Linked DNA regions of Sus scrofa: region 2 is linked to region 1. The links are chromatin contacts, called in public HiChIP or PLAC-seq maps. All regions are on one chromosome and are shown on one strand. Each heading gives the region's core, a stretch centred on a gene start, on an enhancer-like site or on the middle of the called end of the contact. The rest is flanking DNA. Distances are from core to core; before and after follow the strand shown. Region 1 holds the start of NRP1 (neuropilin-1). Region 2 has its middle 330 kb from the start of NRP1.

Region 1 (5,128 bases), core at 1,944-4,443:
ACTTAACAGTGAGTGGTTTTAAAAGCTAAGTGGAAGCTGCAACTAGGTTAGGGATTTTCAGATATCCTGGTGCCTAGCACTGTATATATCGGATTCCTTTATTGACACGCTGTAACTTTCATTCATACTCCAGATGGATCGCGGCCGATTTGCAAAAGCGGAGGAGGGAGTTCCATCCACCAGCAAACCGCTCTCTCCTGCAGGCACCCACTAGAGGAAACAGTTCGGAGGAGCTGCCAGAGAACCAGGAAGTTCTCCCGGTAAAGTGTTCGTTCATTAACTTTCAACAGCCATCAGATTTTTGAAAGGGAGTCTCATCTAATTGCCTTTGGGAGGAAACATTATTAAGATAATTGGTGTGCTGATATGGCAAGGTAGGCAGTTCTGCCGTGTAGCAGAGGTAGGAAAAGCCCCGCAGCCAAACAACCAACTTCAGGAGGGAGCCCGAGCACTTGCAATCTCCCTGCCCTCCACCGACAGACCTTATTTCTTTATTCTTTCCGCCTGGATAAAAGTTTCCTTCGCGCGGGAAGCCGCTCTTCCCGGTGGATCCAGGCAGCTCGGCGCGGGTCCGGCGGCCGGACGCAGGCAGCCGGAGCCGGGCTCACCCCCGCGGCCGCGCGCCTCCGCCTGTCACTTACCGTTGCGAAGAGCGCCGGCCGCGCCGAGGGCCAGGGCGAGCGCGGCGCACAGGAGCGGCAGCCCCCTCTCCATCCTCCCTTCGCCGGGTCCTCGGGCAGGCGCGGGAGAACCGAACGTGCGGGGAAAACAGAGCGCCGGGGCGATCTCCACAATCCGGAGCGTTTCCACTCCGCCCAGAGCTGTAAAATCCTCAGTCCGTCTTGGAGAAAGGAAAGCGGCGAGGCACTGCCTTGATCCGAGAGAAACGCTCCTCTTTTTGTGTCTCAAGTCGCCTGCATCCTGTCATTTAGCTCCGGTTTCCTCTCTCTTTTCCCACACTTGTTCCTCTTCCAGGAGTCACTGCCCGGGCCATGTCTCAAAAAAAAGGGGGGAGTGGGAGGGGGGAAGAGGGAGGTAGGGAAACACACACCAACGCCAATTTCCAGAAAGAAGAGAGAAAAAAAATCCGGCTTGTTTCTGGACCCGTTGGGGCCGAGGAGCTGGCGCCCAGGGGAGGTCCGGGGTGTCTGCACGGAGGAGAGGAGCAAGCAATGAAAAGATGAGCGGGAGACGGAGGAGTTTCACCAACTGCACCCCCGCCTCCCCCACCTCCTCCGCCCCCTCCCCTTCTGGAGCCCTTCCCTCCCTTCCTCCCGCCCCTCTCCCCGCACGGGCTCGCCAGCAATTGCCTGACAGGAGACCCGGAGGAACAAGTTTCCCTCCGTGTGCGTTCCCCATCCGTCTGTCCGTCTCTCCGCAGGCCCTGCAGGGCTCTCCCCGGTGAAGGGAGACGCCGGGGGATCTGCCCAGGGCGGGAGAGCGGGTGTGTTTGGGAGGGGGCTTCGAGGTCTTGGCAGCGCCAGGGTCGGGCTAGCCCACCTCGGCGTGATCGCTCGGGCTCCAGGGGAGAGCTGAGCAGCTCGCCCAGGATCTCGGGCTCTGCCGCCGAGGCAGGCGGCGCGCCCGGGAGGTGGTGGCGGCTTCTCCCAACTCCGAACCCCCGGGAGGCGCTCGCGGCGGCGGGGTCGTGACCTGGGGCAGGAGCAGCAGGGCGCCCCGGGCTCTGTGGGCGAGTCCCTAAGGGGCTGGGGAAACCTCGGCTGGGGTGGGGGACGCACCCCGTGTTGCTGCCACGTAGAGCCGAGTCAGAAGACTCGCGCGGGAGAGGCTGGGCTGCAGAACCACCCGGCTTCCCTACTGGGTATCGGGGCGCGCGGCTGGGCGCCTGGCGTGCCCGGGTGCCCGTCGCGCGCCGCGGGCTCCATTGTTACCCGAGATACAGTGCCCTCTCCTCCGGGGCAGAGGGGACGCCACAGGGTAGGAGGCAATGCGCCTTCCAGCTAGGGGGCAGTCGTCGCCTGACCCCGCCCAGCCTTCTGACTGAGAACCCAGGTGCTCCGGGTTTGGAAATTAGGGGTCCGGTGGCCGCGGTTTGTGTGCATCCCGGACCAGCGAGAACGGGGGCGGGAGTTGCTCTTGGCAGGACTCTCACGGCGCCCGCTCGGGCCACAGGCCATTGTCACGCCGGCCCTCCAGCTCCTGCCCACCCCCGCCTCCTAAGGCGGCGCGTCCTCACTGTGGGTTGGATGCCCCCCAGTTCCATCCCCGAGGACTTTCCGGGAACTGCTGCAGAAAGCCTCTGCGGATATGAATAGCAAGGACATCTCAGGGAACAAACAGGTTTTGGCCGCAGATCAGGCCCTTGAGAGGGGTAGATGCCCGCGGAGGAGTTCGCAGGGAAGGTGAAAAGGTCAGACACCTTCTGGAAACCGCGCTTCTGTGCACACCCCAAAGCAGAGCCCTATTCCTACCTGGCGCAAAGAGCTGGCAAAAAAAAAAAAAAAAAAAAAAAAAAAAGATTTAGGAATGTTGGCAAGGAGACCCTGGTCAAAGGTTTTGGCGGAAGAACTGGGGGCGGGAAGGGAGAGAGGCAGCCCAGGGCGCGCGGGCCCCAAGCTAGGGCTCGGCGGTGGCGGTCGCGGCTGGACGCCCGTGACGCGCGCTGGTTGGGGCGCAGGCGGGCCCTTGGCCGCGCGGAGCTGCACCCCGGGTTCGCCGCCTGCGCCCGGGGAAGTCCCCGCCTCCAAGTTGGAGACCAGCCCCCTGGGTGCTGCGAGTCGCCCTCCCTCTCGAGCGCCTTTTCGCCCTCACCGGTTTCCTCCTGCTCTGCTCTGAGACCCCCACGCCGGGTGGGAAGGTGGCTGAACTAGGCCGGGAGTCCAACGCCGGGGTGGAGCGGAAGGGGCAGTGGCGGGGCGAGAGGGGGCGCCAGTCGCGCCTTGCGCAGACCCGGGGGAGCCGGCGCCGCGGAGGGAAGCCCAGGCGCTTGGCGACCGCGGGCGCGCGACGCCTCCCCCCAGCCTTCCTCTCAGTTCCCGGAGCACCCCCGCCAGTCCCAGTGCCCGGCTGCTCGGGACGAGCGGCGTCATCAGATTTGGCGCGACCCCGGGCGACCTCAGCCCAAGGCTCGGAGGGAGAGGCGCCTCTCCGAACCTGGCGGGTCGACAGAGAAGAGGAAAGCCGGCGGCACAGCTCGGGGGCGTCCTGGAGTCACGGACGCCCACCCCCTTCCTAGTGGGAACTACGCGGCCACGCGCGCACCGGGGACCGGTTTTGACCCGTCGCTGCCTCCGCGGGGTGAGCGAGGGGGCATAGGCGAAGACTTGAGCTGTGTTGTTTTTAGAAAACTGCCGCCAATCTCTCTTCCCCTTTCCCTGCTGAGTGTGCATTTCCCAGCCTGTACCCACCAGGCTGACAAAGTCACCAGACCTTGCACTCAGGGAGGCACTACCCCCGCTCGGCAACCTCGCCCTCGCCGCCTTCCCGCGCCCTCCCGCCTTTCCCAGGGATAGGCTCCTCCCTCGGGCCCAGGCGCAGAAAACCCTTGTCTCTTTTCTTGCTCACTCGTTGAGCATTTTGCCAGCCTTTCTCCAACCAACTAACAAGACACGCAGTATGTACTCTGGGGGAAATATCGTATTTAAGTTATGCCTCTGATTTTTCTGGTCTTAGCTGATCTGAGGCTTTTCTCGACTCCGGAGTTTACACACGTAGTGCTGGGTAATGGGAGCCCTACCGCACTGATTGATAATTGCCTGCTAGTGGGTTGGTACGGAGCAAATTGTCCTTGCTAACAACCTCTTTCCTCTGCTGCTGGATCCCACTAAGTGCCGAAAAGGGTCAGTTTTAGATTTCTGCAGTTTCCCGGCAAGGGAGACAGACCGACCTATATGTGAGGGTAAGTTATAGACAGAGGAAGAATTTGGCAGTCTTCCTAGGTTGATTTGATTTTGGTCTCCTGAGCACATCACTCTTCCCACCATCACAAATCCCAGACCAGGTGGGACCCTGTTCCACTAAAGGGCAGATGGATCACCATACTTCCCAGATGCCAGGCAGAGGCCTCGGATGGGCGATGCCCTGCTCCGTGGACTCCCAGGAAGGGGTTATTACATGAAGAAAGCCTGAGCTGGGCTGGGACCTAGGCCCATCATTAAGAACAGACTGGGTGGTAAATGTATGGTTTCTTTCATCAAGCCCTCATCAATTTGTCAGAAATAAGGTGAGATCCACTGCTCCCAGAAGGCTGTTTGAGCCACTAACTTCCTCAAAGTATTTCAGGTTGGTGCATATGGAGATGCAGGTTGGTATTTCAGAACTATATCAAATCTTAGTCAAGTTTTTTTTTAAAGCATCAAATCCACATATTTCAGCATATTTTTAGTAGGAGCTAACCTACATCTGAAATGTAAAAAATGAAAGAAGTGAAACAGAAAAGATTAAAAATTGGAATTTAGGTTAATTTCCCATTATTCAAAAGATTTTGGTTAAAAATGGCACTTCTGTTAAATGACTCTATTGTTCAAGGGGTGTCTTGGACCTCATGTAGAGCTGTCTCCTTTATTTGGACTGGCAGAGGAAAGAAGAAAATGAACAAATAAACTTTTACTTTCTGATCCTTCATTTTGGGCCTTTTAAAAGGTACCTTGAAAATTCTTCAAATGTTGGAGAAAAGACAGTCATCTAAAAATTAAAACAAAGTTACAATGTAAACTTTCTGGAATGCAGAACATTTGTTTGATAACAAGATGTAGGAAGACAATGCTAAATTTTGACATATGTGAATAGATTCAAAAGATTTGTTGGTATTAGACATTAGGGCCAGAACTTGAAAAATATTATTTGTCTGAAAGAATAATCATAGATTATTCTGCGTTGTTGAATTATTTTTTCATTATAAAAATTAAAATAATAATAACCAGTAGAAACACTTATCAAAGCAATAACAACATCATTAGAACATATTCACCTTTCGAAAGGACTATTTTTAAGTAGGACAGTCAGTAAAGTATAATTTGAGCAATCAAATATGGAAAGACTATCTCAAAGTTTAGTCATAGGGAACTAAAATGCTAAAGAATTTTTTAACTCAGTAAAAAATTATTTAAAAACTACCAAAAAAAAATCCTACAGTTAAAAATTGTTGCTGGAGTGTTCCCGTTATGGC
Region 2 (5,690 bases), core at 2,783-5,282, 330 kb after region 1:
TCTGAGATGGTACCCGACCCTTCAGTGGTCATGGAAATACATCTTCCCAATGTACTGCCCATGGCTACAGTGCAGTGGCAAAAGCCCTTTGCTGGAGCTGGTTCCTGATTCACATCCCAGCCATGAGCTTAAAGGGAGAGCTTGCCCTCTGTCCACAAGGGGTCGGGCTCTCAGGCCAGCCACGTGGCTCCTAGTGTGTGCTGTGGGGCTTTTAGGAAAACAGCTCTTCCCTGTGTCACTGAGGTCTCTATGGTGGCTTTCTGTTCCTAGGACTTCCTCCCCCCATCCTTGGGGGCTTGGCTGAGTGAGATTAGAGATGTTACCATGCCTTTAATTATGTTCTTCCACGTACCTCAATACAAACAATACTTAGGCTGAGTCTTTCCCAGGAAGACCCCTGGAGGTCTGGCCCGATTATGTCAGGACTCTCCGCACGTGGTCACCAGTGGGGCCAAAGTGGGCCCATGCCCACGTTAAGAATGGGACAGAGCAGAATTTCTGCGCTCCTTTGAATTTCACTTGTATCTGAGCCAATGCTAAATCTCCAGTGAGTCAGTCTAGCAGGTGTCCGATGACCTTACTCCAAGGGAAAAGACAATCCATGAACCTATAAAGAGGAATTCTTTGGCGTTCCCGTCGTGGCGCAGTGGTTAACGAATCCGACTAGGAACCATGAGGTTGCGGGTTCGGTTCCTGCCCTTGCTCAGTGGGTTAACGATCCGGCGTTGCCGTGAGCTGTGGTGTAGGTTGCAGACGCAGCTCGGATCCCGCGTTGCTGTGGCTCTGGCGTAGGCCGGTGGCTACAGCTCTGATTCAACCCCTAGCCTGGGAACCTCCATATGCCGCGGGAGCGGCCCAAGAAATAGCAACAACAACAACAACAAAAAGACAAAAAAAAAAAAAAAAAAAAAAGAGGAATTCTTTTACTTTTTTCTCTGCTCTCCAGTAGTGGATGAGACTAGGGGGGAGTGTTGGGAGGTACTGCGTTCCTCCTCAGTTTGGGAGAATCACATTGTCCTCGACAAAGAGAAAAGCAAGTAAAATAATACAAAACATTGAAAAAGGGAAGGAGCTAATCAGATCATCTTTTCAGCTTTTTGTCTACGCTGCCTCCAACACTAATTTGGGCTGTAGTTACAAGACATCATGCCAACCTACTGGCCAGCAAAAAATTAGGTCATTTAACCAATCCTTTAAACTATATAAGGCCAGGAAATTGGTTTGACTCACTTTTTTCCCCACTAACGTGGCTGATTCATGGATTTGCTTGGCTGGTTGGCATTTGATGACCACACTAACGGGAGACTCCAGAAGGAAGTCATCACCAGCCTTCATTTTAAAATAGCCTTTCTCTTTTAATGCATCAAATACAATAAAAATAATTTTGTAGGCACTGTTGTATGTTTTCTCAGTTCGTTGAATCACGAATACCATATGGCCCCAGAAATAAGAAGCATGTTTATAACCTTTCAAGGACTCTGATACCCTTCTAAACTTTTCAAAAACTTCTTCTAAACTTATTTTTAAAAGGTTCAAGTCTGGGTAAAAGGTAATACTTTTAAACTAGTTCCCATTATGAAAATGCCCACAGTACAATTCTTGTTTTATTTTATAGCTTATCGACTGAGTGAAACTACGCGGGATGATGGCAATCAGTGTTGGTTAAAAGACCCACGTGAGAAATCCACTTTTCAGATGCTGCAAAAATGAAAAAGCAGAGTTCCTGTTGTGACTCAGCGGGTTAAAGACCCAACAGTTGTCTTTATGAAGACATGGGTTCGATCCCTGGCCTCGATCAGTAGGTCAAGGGTCCAGTGTTGCCACAAGCGGCAGTGTAGGTTGCCGATGCAGCTCGGATCCAGTGTTGCCGTGGCTGTGGCATAGGCCTCAGGGGCAGCTCCCATTTGACCCCTTGCCTGGGCACTGCCATACACCCCCACCCGAAAAAGACCCCCCAAAAAAGGAAAAGGAAAAGAAAAAGGGCACTGTCCCCTGCCTCCTATAAACACCCTAAAATGTTGCACATTGGGGTTCATCTTGAGGCTAGAAACCCACCAGTTTCAGAGGGAGATAAGCAACTCCTCGGAAGTAATTATAGCCTTGTCACCACTTCCTTGTATCGCTGTACAAAACAAATACAATCAACAAATACATCCCCAGAAAGAATATCAATGTACAGTCTTTTCAGTTTCTTGTGAATTCTAGGCCATTAAAAATATAATTAAAACACACCCCCGTAAAGCAAGCCCAAACCAAGGCGGCTTCAATCCACAGTCCCTGTCGCCTCAGAACCTATAATTACTCCGCTCATTCAGTGCATGAAATGACGGTCGCCTGTGATCTGGGACCACACTGTTCCGTAGCTGCACAAAGAAGCACCTGTTTGAAACAGTCCCCGAGTTCCCCGCATGGCAGCTCTCCCGGCACCGCACGCCCAGAGGACGGTCAGCGCTAGGTCACCTCGACGTGGTCCGAGCCTGGGAGGCTTGTCATGACTGGAACGGAAAACTCGCAGCTTTGTAAACACACAAGAGAGAACAATCCTCTTGGGGTTCCGGTTGTGCCTCAGCGGTAATGAACCCCTCGAATATCCATGAGGACGCAGGTTCGATCCCTGGTCTCTCTCAGTGGGTTGAGGATCCAGCATTGCTGAGAGCTGCGGTGTCGGATCCCACAGACGTGGCTTGGATCCTGTGTCGCTGTGGCTGTGGTGTAGGCTGCAGCTGTGGTACCAATTCGACCCCTAGCCTGGGAACTTCCATATACCAGGGGTGCAGCTCTAAAAAAATGACCCGAAAAAGAGAGAGAACAATAATTTTAATTCTCTTGACCTGCCAGTTCATGGGTCTAAAGTATAAACTTTTTGAAGACAAGGCGAGTTGAGGTCAGTAGAACCCTGGTGATAAAATGAGGCAGTTACCCAAAGATGTGGAATCCCTGAGATAATGCATCTACCAAAAAAGAGCATCTGTATTTGGGAAGCCTGGCCCAAGTAGTACTTCTCAGATCTCTCATCATTGCCGATTCACCCTAGGTTACCGGCTACCCTGGGCCAGGGAGCGTTGTTCACTTGTCTCCGACAGGTGTCTGGTGAAGCACAGAGGCTGTGGGGACGGAGGGCTGGCATATATCCTGATAGAGGCCAATCGGTGCTGAACCACAAGCGCTGGTGCTCAGCCCTGCCCTTAAGACATTCAAAGCACCAACCAGAGCGCTCGCTTGGTGCTAAAAAACCATGATAGACACTTGAGACGAGAAGCCTTCGCATGTGCTCTACACCCCGGGCCTGGCACGCTTCCATCCTTGGTGGAATCTCTCGTTTCTCAGCTACTCTCTGAAGCCTAAGTGTGAAAAAGTCAGTATGCCTGAATTGAATTTTTAGATTGCTCTGCGTCAATACACATTTGTTTGTTTTCAAAATCAACGGCAAATGCAACAGTAAATACGTGGGCTGCTCAGTTGTGCAGTCTTGCCTCCCGCCTTGTGCTAAAGCGGGGTTCAGTCCGTTCATTTCTGGATTGAGCTGCGGTTGCACGAAGTGAAGTTAAATGATTTTCCCCATAGAAAACAAGCCTGGATGTCTGTGCACCCCTCTGTGTGTGTGGGTGTGTGTGTACCTTTGGGTAGCTGTTTCCACATAGCTCAGAAATTACTGAGACAATCATGAAGTGAGGCATACAACGGCAGTGTACCCAGTTTTGTCTGGGGCTGGCAGAGCCACTGGGAAGCCCATGTTTTGTCCCGATGTTGAAGTTGCAGTCTGTCCTGTCCACAAGCTGGAGAAAGTTCTAATCCCCCAAAGAAGCAAGCATGTGGGGAAAGCCTGACTGGGTTGAATATCAGAAATTTTGTTTCCAATTAGTTCCACAAATCCCATGGATATAGTCCAGAGTTTTAAAAACAATCCAGAAATATGCAAATGTTAACAAAATCCGTAACTTAATAAAGATGAAATCCTTCGTGATTTTTGAAAAGAATGTCTTCCTAACCAAGCGGTGGAAGAAGTACCAGCTGTTCTTCTTGAGTGAGGGTGAGATGGGGTCCTCAGATCCCTCGGGCGCACCTGCTCCGGGGGCAGATTATAGTAAAAGGCGTCTGTATACTAAAATTAGGTATCTATTTTTTTCTTTTTTTCTTTTTATAGCCACACCCTTGGCAAAAGGAAGTGCCCAGGCGAGGGGTCAAATCGGAGTTGCAGCTGCCTTCCTGCACCACAGCCGCAGCAATGAGGGATCTGAACCGTGTGTGCGAACTGCGCCATAGCTCACGGCAATGCCAGGGATCGAACCCGCGTCCTCATGGACACTGTCACGTCCTTAACTTGCTGAGCCATGGCAGGAACTCCAACGTTAGGCATGATTTTAATCTTATTCAGTAGGTACCACAAGGGAATCAGGGAAAGACAATGGGGACAGGTGGCAAGGGAGAAGATGCCTGGAGACCTAGACAGAGGCCACTGCAGCAGCTCGACAGCGGTGGTGCAGCCAAAGCTGTGGTTCAGCACAGGGAAGGTGGGGAGAGGCCCCAAGTCCCACTCGTCAGCCTGCCCTGAGGATGGGACATCCCACGCAGAGCCAAGATCAAGGGTTTGGGTCTAACAGCCTGTTTCTTCCATAGCTCACATCAAACCTACACCTGACTACAATGCAGTATCTTAAAAAACACAGACAAAACAGCAGGGACATTTCCCACTGAAAGGGGAGGAATTTGACTTGTACGTAACTCCAGGGCCCTGGAAAACTCAGGGCAGAGGGGGTGCTTTAGTGTTCAGATGACCCTGACCTGGGAAGGGGTGGGTGTGTGTCTTCTCAAGGCTCCCTTGAGATCGGGCAGGGCTTCCAGGATGCCCTCCATCCAGACTTGGCGAGCAGGAGCCCAGAAGGTGGTCCTGCTCCCATGGCAGGAGAGAGGAAACTGCACTCAGCCGGGCACTCGGGGGTGGGCTGCCACAGGGACTAAAAGGGCTGCTGCCAGTAAAGGCGCCATCAGGTTGGAGGTCCACCCGGCAGGTCAGAGGCCGGAGGACCAGACGACTGATGCTCTATTTCCAAGAACGCCCGTCTCTTCCGTCATCCTCTGGTGCTGTGTTCTGCTCAGCATATGCTTTTCATCATTTTGTGTGGATGGAAACCACCTAAGAAAGACATTTTTTTAAATGTTAGGAAATTGCCCAAGAAGGGCAAAGCCTCTAGAACCCACCGGCACTGGCCATCATTTGAATATCACACCAGGGTTCAACTAGTGGGGACGGGGGTGAGACTGACATCATGACCTGATATGAGGAACACAACGGGGCCGAAGAGCGAGATTGAAGGCAAAGGTCTCTCGCCTTCTCTGTGAATAGCTGTCCCGTTTCCCATAGATGCATCCCCATAACCTCGGCCTCTTGCCGCCATCCAGAGATGGAATCTTCTATTTGTCTCTCATGATAAAGTTCATCACTTTTTTTTTTTAATTTTTAAAAATTGTGTTAACTTTGACTCAGGTAATAGAATTCTGCAGCCTGCTGACTTGTGAAAAGAGTAAGACAGCTGTTTTCATGTGTTAAAAAGAACTTGGATCGACAGTTCACATAATCTACTGTGAACGTTTCCCCCCCACTGTGGGTAGATAAGTATGTTTGGCTTGAGCTGTTAAATCTCTACATTTGCACGTCCGTATTGCTCTGCAATAAGCTGCAGAGAACTCAG

What was found. HiChIP or PLAC-seq counts read pairs in DNA pulled down with a chosen protein or histone mark.
Region 2: a contact with region 1 is called in an H3K27ac HiChIP or PLAC-seq map of skeletal muscle. The contact joins the enhancer-like site here to the promoter of NRP1 in region 1. A contact is called at or near these places in 2 of 5 promoter capture datasets (fetal skeletal muscle and skeletal muscle), 6 of 47 Hi-C or Micro-C datasets (adipose tissue, brain, embryonic fibroblasts and 3 more) and 2 of 2 datasets of contacts at active chromatin or transcription factors (alveolar macrophages and skeletal muscle).

The regions. Positions count from the first base shown.
Region 1 is chr10:56,427,639-56,432,766 of Sscrofa11.1, forward strand. It overlaps NRP1 (neuropilin-1), which reads right to left and starts at 3,194. Exons shown (of 18, transcript XM_021064971.1): 1 at 2,773-3,194; 2 at 642-1,148. The coding sequence starts at 714.
Region 2 is chr10:56,754,474-56,760,163 of Sscrofa11.1, forward strand. No RefSeq gene overlaps it. Among named protein-coding and RNA genes, the nearest start is that of NRP1, 330 kb to the left of the region's middle. Within about 2 kb of position 4,033, at least 4 of the 83 cell types and tissues checked have an H3K27ac peak or open chromatin away from gene starts, as enhancers often do. A contact at or near this core is called in skeletal muscle, where this site is marked.